Regions from separate parts of the Mus musculus genome. Here region 1 is linked to region 2. A link is a contact called in public promoter capture Hi-C data. All regions are on one chromosome and are shown on one strand. The core of a region is the stretch at or near the end of the contact, and the rest is flanking DNA. Distances in the headings are between cores, read along the strand shown.

What was found. Capture Hi-C pulls out chosen DNA fragments and counts their contacts.
Region 1: a contact with region 2 is called in a promoter capture Hi-C map of liver. The contact joins the promoter of Plau here to the promoter of Ndst2 in region 2. A contact is called at or near these places in 12 of 39 promoter capture datasets (cranial neural crest, embryonic stem cells, frontonasal cranial neural crest and 6 more), 3 of 484 Hi-C or Micro-C datasets (female germline stem cells and spermatogonial stem cells), 5 of 115 datasets of contacts at active chromatin or transcription factors (bone marrow-derived macrophages, effector CD8 T cells, embryonic stem cells and 2 more) and 4 of 9 other capture datasets (adipose tissue, liver, macrophages and 1 more).

The regions. Positions count from the first base shown.
Region 1 is chr14:20,834,973-20,839,150 of GRCm38.p6, forward strand. Plau (plasminogen activator, urokinase) reads left to right here and starts at 1,690. Exons shown (of 11, transcript NM_008873.3): 1 at 1,690-1,762; 2 at 2,077-2,163; 3 at 2,638-2,668; 4 at 2,806-2,913; 5 at 3,541-3,715; 6 at 4,124-4,178. The coding sequence starts at 2,107.
Region 2 is chr14:20,733,117-20,737,816 of GRCm38.p6, forward strand. Ndst2 (N-deacetylase/N-sulfotransferase (heparan glucosaminyl) 2) reads right to left here and starts at 1,446. Exons shown (of 15, transcript NM_010811.2): 1 at 1,099-1,446; 2 at 434-528. Camk2g (calcium/calmodulin-dependent protein kinase II gamma) reads right to left here. Exons shown (of 21, transcript NM_001360186.1): 20 at 4,143-4,387; 21 at 1,757-3,736. The coding sequence ends at 4,155.

The DNA of each region.
Region 1 (4,178 bases), core at 440-2,939, 100 kb after region 2:
GTGCATGTGTGCATGTGTGCATGTGTGCAAGTGTGTGCATGAGGGAGGGTGCTTTGTCTTCAAGATGTTCAGGGCTCATTTATACATGACCTGTCTTTATATAAGCCTATTTTATTAGATAAATTATTAGATAAATAATTGTTTTCGTCTTAACGTGATGATGTAAAATGCTGAACACAAGTGCATTTACAGTGTGGAATTGGCAACAGAAGAGATGGCTAGGCTCACACCCAAAAATAAAATGTGTAATTATTTTTTTAGAATGGCTGATACGAGGACGTGTTTAAAGTTTTTAAAACAGTGTGAAATAGTATTCAGTGAAAAATAAACATTCCTTTTATCTTTTCCTTCAGACCCACAGCCTCTCTACTACAAGGGAAGAGCAGACACCCCCACTGTTGTTGCATGTTGATAGCCCACACTAACGAGGTTTGAGTATTCCTTGCTTTTTTTTTCTATCCTGTTACAATGTACTGTTCATGTTACTGTTCACATCACTGACTGCTCTTCCAGAGGTCCTGAGTTCAATTCCCAGCAGCCACATGGTGGCTCATGACCACCTACAATGGGATCTGGTACTCTTTTCTGGTGTGTCTGAAGAGAGGACTGTGCACTCGCATACATAAAATAAATAAATCTTTAAAAAAAAGACACCCCCCCTTGATTGCTTATTTGTGTCTGTGTGCAACCACAATACCAGTGAGGTATGCACTCAGTCCTGATCTATGATCCTCTGTATTGGTTGTATTCTTTTCCAGACAAATAAATGGATTGTTCATTATAGGCATTTTTCAAAAGACCCATTGACACTTCCATAGCAGCTGCTGTGCCAAGACTTTGCTCCCACAATCCTAACATAGTAACCATTACTGCTTTTTTAAAAATCATAATTATTTTTGAGGATTTCACTATGTAAATTAGTCTGGGCTTGAACTCGCAGAGATCCACCTGCCTCTTCCTCCCTAGTGTTTAGATAAAAGACGTGCACCATTAAGTCTGGCCCTTGCCATAAATTTTAAAATTGTCTTTCAAAGATTGACCTTAAACCAAACAGCAAATCTGAATAAAATCTGACCTTGCCTTTCACCTTCTGATGACAGTATTACACTCCCTGACGACAAACTTCACTCTTGTCTTCTGATTCACTGCTTGCATTAGTGGCATTTGGAGAACTCAGCATTTGACATGTGGGAGCCTTTGTTAGTAGGTATTTTTTGTTGTAAAGGAACTGCGACTTATACCCCTCTATCAGACATCTGAATCAGTGTCGTAGGCAGGTAGGGGGACAGGTTGGAGAAGAACTGATTAAACCACTAAGGAAGAGGCTTGAGATCAGCGAGCCAATGGCTGGAGCGCCCTCACCACGCTACACTGGGGCCGCACTAGGTGAATGAAAGAAAGGAAGAATGTTCAAGCCGCCGGATCATCGCTCGATCCAGACAGACTGCGTTAAGTTTGCTCAGCTGGAAATTCCGTGACTTCGTCAAAGTTGGGAAGCAAGCGCGGTCCAGTTGCGGTGGGATGCAGGAAAAGGAAAAGGAGAGAGAGAGAGAGAGAGAGAGAGAGAGAGAGAGAGAGAGAGAGAGAGAGAGAGAGAGAGAGAGAGAGAGAGCCGCCCTCCAGCAAACCTGGGCGGGGCCAGGGCTCTGGCGGGCCCTAATAAAGGGCGAGCAGCGCCGAGCAGAGCCTGTAGCCCCAGAGCTCTGTCTGTCATCCATCCAGTCCTTGCGTGTCTGCCAGCGCCCTTCCGCTGCAGTCACCGGTGAGTGCTGTTGGTCTGAAGCAAGCCTAGCGGGATGAGGCAGCCAGGGCTCCCGCATGCCTCCCTTCCCACTACCTTGGCTGGCGGAACTGTGGGCAAGGTCACCACTCCAGCCCTTCGCGCCCCTCTACAGAGAGGTTCCATGGTGTTGTGCGGATTCAGAGCCCGCAGAGGGGAGAGACTGCCCGGCTTGGGGAGGTTGGTCACTGATGGCTTGCCCCGCAGGACACCTGGAGTGGCTTCCCTTGGTCTGTAGTAACTCTGCCACCTTCAAGCTGCTCCGCTTCTTGTCCTGACTTCTCCTTCCTTTGCAGAACTGCTGTCTAGAGCCCAGCGGCACTACCATGAAAGTCTGGCTGGCGAGCCTGTTCCTCTGCGCCTTGGTGGTGAAAAACTCTGAAGTGAGTGGTCTCGCTGCTTTAGCACCATCAGGAAGGGGCTTGCAGGATCCCTTAAGCAGCATCAGGGGAAAAATGGGGGCTGCACGGGGAACTTAGGCATCAAAGGCAGGTCCAGGCTTTCCCAGGAAATAGGACAATGTATCAGCGGAGGGCTTGTGCACCCAAAGAGGTTTGCACTATCTGGCAAGGGAGGAAGAAGCCACGGGGAGTGCCTTAGCCCAAGGGCACCTGGTTTGTGTGAAGTTTGCTTGAGTCAGTCCATGTCTGGGTGCTGGCTAGTAATAAACAGAAAGGGGAGAGACAGACAGGGGTGGGGTGGGAGAAAGAGAGAGAGAGAGAGAGAGAGAGAGAGAGAGAGAGAGAGAGAGAGAGAATATTATGAGTGAATGAATATCACTGGAAGGGATTTTGAGGTGGGGACCTGTTTATCCTGAACATGAATTCCCTAGAGCATGTCACCTTCATCTCTTGCAGGGTGGCAGTGTACTTGGAGCTCCTGATGAATGTGAGTATCTGCTTCCTTGCACAATAGTTGGCTGCACAGAGACCCTTGAAAAACCTTAGGAGACATACCCTCCCTGTCCCTGCTGAAAGGCTGGCTCCCCACTTGATCCTTGCTTACCCCTCCTTTGCATTTGCTAGCAAACTGTGGCTGTCAGAACGGAGGTGTATGCGTGTCCTACAAGTACTTCTCCAGAATTCGCCGATGCAGCTGCCCAAGGAAATTCCAGGGGGAGCACTGTGAGATAGGTATGGGGATTTGGACTTGGAATGTGGGAGTGGGGGAGGACCAGAGATCTTAGAACAGGGACAGATGGGTGGGATGCAGAAGCAGGCAGAAGCTGGCCTTGGAGGTGTGGGTCTGTTACCCCAGCACTTAGGAGGAGACTGAAGCCTGGCCTCCATAGTAAGTCCTTGTCTCAAAAGGCGGGCGAGGCGCAGCTAGAGAGACAGCTTAGTGATTAAGAACACTGGCTGCTCTTCTAGACATCCTATAGTTTGAGTTTCAGCACCCATAGAGGTGGGTTACAGCCATCTGTACCCCCAGTCCCAGAGAATCTGATGCCCTCTTCTGACCTCTTCCAGCCCAAGTGACATACATGGTGTACAGATATACATGGAGGAAAAACACTCATACACATAAAATAAGCAAACAAACAAACAAAACAGGCAGCAGAAGTTGGGAGTCACACACACACACACACACACACACACACACACACACACACACTCATGAAGTAGTGGCTATACAAGTGTGAAAAAAAAGGGTGAATCTCCCTCATATCACCTGACAGGTCTGAAACCGTGTCACCTCTGAAATGCCTGTCCAAACCGCCTCCCTTTTCTAATACTCTGCACTCCTCAAATCATTTCTAGATGCATCAAAAACCTGCTATCATGGAAATGGTGACTCTTACCGAGGAAAGGCCAACACTGATACCAAAGGTCGGCCCTGCCTGGCCTGGAATGCGCCTGCTGTCCTTCAGAAACCCTACAATGCCCACAGACCTGATGCTATTAGCCTAGGCCTGGGGAAACACAATTACTGCAGGTAGGTGGTGACTGAGTACCAAGAATCCTTCCCAAGGGGGATAGGGAGGTGGCTCAGCAGTTAAGAGCACAGACTGCCTTTCCAGAGCACCTAGTTTGATTCCCAGCATCTACAGGGCAGCTCGTGACAGTCTTTAACACCTGTTCTAGAGGATCCGATACCCTCTTCTGGCCTCACTGGGCAGGCATGCACTGTCATGAATATAGGAAAACACTTATACACATTAAAAACAACAACATCCCTTCCCCCATCGTGGCCTCTTAGAAACCTTTGTTATCACCATGGTATACCTGGGATGGGAATCCTGGCACAAGAATCCAGGTCTCTGGCTGAGCCTTTGTTGGAAGGGAGAATACAGAGAAGACATTCGGGCTTGGCATGACATTCCCTATCTCTTTGTGTTACCAGGAACCCTGACAACCAGAAGCGACCCTGGTGCTATGTGCAGATTGGCCTAAGGCAG
Region 2 (4,700 bases), core at 196-2,695:
CTCTCTCTTGTTTATTTTTACTTATGTACTTTATGGATATAGGTACTTTGTCTACATGTACATCTGCACACCAGAAGACAGCATCAGATTGTAGGCCACCATGTGGGTGCTGAGGACTGAACTCAGGGCCTTTGGAAGTTTGGAACCACTAAGCTACCTCTCCAGCCCCAACAATACTTTTCATTTGAGACACACTGCAAGTACTTGCTCAGCCACACAAACAGAAGGTGAAGCAACTGGCGTCACTGAGCAGAGGGCACAAACTGATAAGCTCTTGTGGTCAGTAGTTTAGGATATCTTAAAAGTTTATCAGTAAATGCAAGAAGCACCTGTATTTAATGTCAGCTCTAACAGTTATGAAAACACATATAACTAGTAGTAGTTCCATTTTACACACGCATAATTTCTGGCCCAGAGAAGTTTAGTAACTTACCCGAGATTACAAAGCTCCGTTTGTGGATGAACTGGGATTCAAAGGTCAGGCCTGTCAACCTCCTGTGTTGTAACCACTGTATTTTAGCTTCATACCTAGAGGAAGCCAGTGAGATTTAGAGAGGGGATCATGTGAGAACTTTTGGTGGGGGAGCAGTGGGATGACTAAGTTGGAGGAAGAACATGTGTGTGGCAGTGGAAAGTTTCTGAGGAAGGAGAAACCTAAGGGTCGTCTGCCAAAGTGGGCAGCAAATACAGGGTCAGGGTGGGCTGGAGGTGTGGGCCCACCACTGGAATAAACAACAGGGGCCACGCTGTGGGAGGAAGGACCTGACCTTGAGGATAGAAGGACCCTCCTGCGGGAACTACGGGAAATGGGGAGCCCACAGGTGGGGGAGCTGGAGGGAAAGGGGCAGGGGTGCGGCCGAGAGTTGGCATCCAGACAGGCACTGGGTTTAAGAACCCCGTGTGCCCTGGGCGGAGTGGCCAGAATAAGGCAACTGAGGGGAGGCCAGCGGCTGGGACTCGGGGCAGGGTGCACAGGGCCAGATGGGTGGTCGCCCAGGACGACCCTGCGGGTGGTTTCGGTGGCGACACTCGCAGGAAGTCTGATCGCGAAAACCGAGGGCGACCGTGGACGGGAGACTGCTCTCAAAGATGGCTCACCCGGTGGAGTGGGCGGCGTCCCCGCTGTCCCCGGGCCCTGCCGCGTCCCGGGGCTGCCCGGCTTCCCTGCTCGCGGGGCCTCGGGCCGCGTCGCGGCGGCTCCGCCATCTCCGAGCGAACGCTCCGCCGCAGTCGGGCTCAAGTACCGCTCCCACCAGGGGGAGGCGGCGCGCTGCGGCTCGTGGTGCCCGCTCAGGTCCGCGCGCTCCCCGAGCGTGGCCGCTGCGTGACCGGGACCTGGGATAAGCCGACGGCCCTCCGCAGTGCTCAGCCCAGCCGCAGCCTCCCAGCCCTCCGGCCTCGCGCTCAGCCCACCAGGGTGGACCCCGTCCTCCACGCCGGGTGGCACAGTCTGCGGAGCGTCGGGGCGGGCCCAGGGCCCAGGCCTGTCCACTCAGACCCGCGGAGGAGGGAGCCCGCGTACCAAGGGCGGGGCCACCTCCGCCTGGGGCGGGGCGAAGACTCGGCCCACCGCCTAAGAGGCTACTTCCTCCCTGCCACCCCCCAATACAGCAGCCCAGGCTGAGTTTATGAGAAGTTTTCTTCCTTGCTCCCCAAGGGAATGGGCAAAAAGATGTTCGTCTCCTAGTGAAGCCTTGTCACGCAGGCTGCTAAAATCTAAGCCCACGGCTACGAGCCTCCAACAGCAATAACACAATGGACTGTTTAAAGGTTATTTTATTAAATATCTTCAAGGTTTCATTGTAACAAAGCTATGAAGGGACTACCAACATTCAGAACAAACACTATTTTAAATTATTTCTATGTCATCATGCAAAAGTTCTGCATCAAATGCCTTCCATTTCCTGTTTAAAAGGTGGTTTGTTTTTTAAATAGTCTATTAATAGTCTATAGATGCTGACATTAGCCCCAGAAGTGGAGTAAGAACGCTAAGAAGTGGGGCTGGAGCAGCCACATGAAGCTATGGGTCTCAAAGAGCTCTAAGACCATTTGTTGTCTTCAAGCCAGCAAAACCAAACCCTGTGATGAAGGTATCTGTTGGCTGGCACTGCAGGCTGCAGGGCAGGAAGGGTCTAGGGTCCAGGGTCTGAGGCATGCACAAGTGCTTGAGGAGCCTGGCTAAATTCAAGCACCAGCACCCATGCGTTTGTTCTCTTCTCAGCTGGCTCCATACTCTGTAGTTCTCTTTTCCCAGCTCCTGTGCCTCCTGAAGGTCACCCAAGGAGCTGAAATCTACCCCCCCCCCCAATGCAGATAATGTGCAGTTGTTTGGTGGGAGGGAACCAAGACTATGACCAATTGCCTCTTCCATTATCTTCTCTGTTATCTGCCTAAGGTACAGACCTTTTCTTCCTGGAATGGACCTCCTTGAGCACAGAGAGGGACAATGAATGCAGGAGCCTTGGCTCTGGACCCCTTTGTGGGTACATGCAGGCGAGGGGGTGATGCCCATGCAGATTGTCCAGCAGAAAAGTCTATACTTCGGTTGGTCAATAAAGAGCCTCTTTAAAGAGGACACTTCTCACCCAAGCAGTCAGTTCGATCTCAAACCCAGGGAAAGAGTTGGGCGTGCAGCATGGGAAGAAGGGAGGCAGCCCAGAGGGCAGCCAGAATGCATAGAAACAACCACCAACTCTTACCCACTGCCTCACTCCTCCCATCCCACAGGGGCACTTGGCAGAGGGCCCAGGCCTAGATGAGGGTCAGCATGGGGACCACCACCATGAAAATACAAGACAAAGATGGTCCAGATCAGCACACAAACAACTGCCAAAAGTGGCAAAAGGAGCCCTGGCCAACGACTTCTGGATCTCTCCTTGTTATGTCAGGAAAACCAACAGGAAACAAAGTAGCAATCCCTCCCCCTTTCCACCAGCAGAAATCGGGCCTCAGTCTCAGGCCCACGTGCATTGTGCATCCTCTAGAAATGGATGAGTTAAGTGCATGTCAGACGAACTCGAGGTTTCTCATTGGCGGACACACTTCTGCAGCACCAATTCTCTTCCTGTCTACGCTAACTGGACCGGTACAGCAAAGTCCAGGCTTTCAGTCCTGAGGCCACGCCTCACAGCTGCCTCCACACACAGCAGGCTGGCAGTGCTGCATTCTCTCCAATGTAGGTCCAGCGGCCACGGTGTTTGCGTCTTTCTCATACTAGGTGTCAATGCATGGTCTGACGAAGTCCACTCCTAGAACTGGGGTGATCAGGCCACCTCTGGGGCTGCAACCACACCATGGCTTTGTCCATGACCAAAGCTCTGTCAAGAGTCCTTGCCTGGTCCCCCTGAATCCATGGGGGCCTGAGGCCAAGCTCACCTCTTCAATACTGGTGGGTGAGCCCACTGTTCATGCCTGGATGAGCATCACACAAACTCCTGTCTCCTTGCAAGCCAAGGGCTATCAGTTGTTTTAAAACGCATCATGGTATGAATTCCGTTTTTTTAAACAATCTTATTTTCTTTTTTTTTTTTTCTTAAATGTAAAAAACACCTCGGTACAGCAGAGACAGACACGAAGGGCGGGCGGGAGGGCTGCATGCAGGGGCGTGCATTGGCTGCTGCCGCTTTGTAATTGAATTGTTTTAAACCTCAAACGAACAGGACCGCCGCTGTCACTCAGGCCCTCCAGAGTCACTGGCTGCGAAGGTTCAACCTCCAGCTGGAGTCTCCTAATGCCCCTGTCAAACAGAAGAGGAGGTGGGACAGACAGAAGAGGACGGTGAGAACACAGGTAATTCACAGCACACACTTGGCTGTGTCCTTGAGAGGACTGGTACAGGAGAGGCTAACGTTTAAACACAGCACTCTCACATTTGAGGGCCTACTCAGTGCTTTAATATGGTATCTTAATCCTTACCATCCATCCTTTGATAAGTAAAGAAACTAAGGCTCAGCAGGGGAAGAACGCTTGCACCAAATCTGGAGTCTGTCTGATTACAGAGCATAGCTTATCAAAACTACATTGCCCAGTCTGTCCCACCCCTCTGGGAGGGCCCGTACTTCTTCCTAGAGAGCCACCTCCTACCCTTCAGCTATTCAAGCCATCTCTCCCCTTCCCAGTCCCTTCTCCCCAACAAGGAGCACCTGTGGCTGAGCTCACTGTAGCGGTGCGGCAGGGGCCCCTGAGCAGTGATAGTGGACATTGAGCCACTTGCCATCCCGGCGGTGCCACACCCGGGTCTCCTCTGACTGACTGGTGCGAGGCCGACCCTGCCCGTCGATGTACTGAGTGAGCCGGATATAGGCGATGCAAGCTGCGTCCTCCCCAATCACGTGGACGTGAGGGTTTAGGATGGTGGTGTGGATAGGCTTGCTGTTCTTGGACAGGACTGCAGGGGGCAGGGCAAGGAAGGGGAGGTATCAGGCATTAGGCTTGGACACTCACCTTTCTGCCAGGCTGCACCTTCTTGACTCTAGCTCCAGCAGCCATTTCTAGAATCCCCAAGTACCCCAACATCGCCCCACAGAGGCCACGATCCTCCATTGCATTAGTTTCATCCAAAAGGAAGAGAATGTGGGTAACAAGTCTAGCAACCACACTTCATCAGGTATTATGCGGAGGTTTTACATGCAAGAGAAATGTAATTTTTTACTGATATTTTCTTCACTATATGAAGGGAAAAAAAGACTCAAATCAAATAA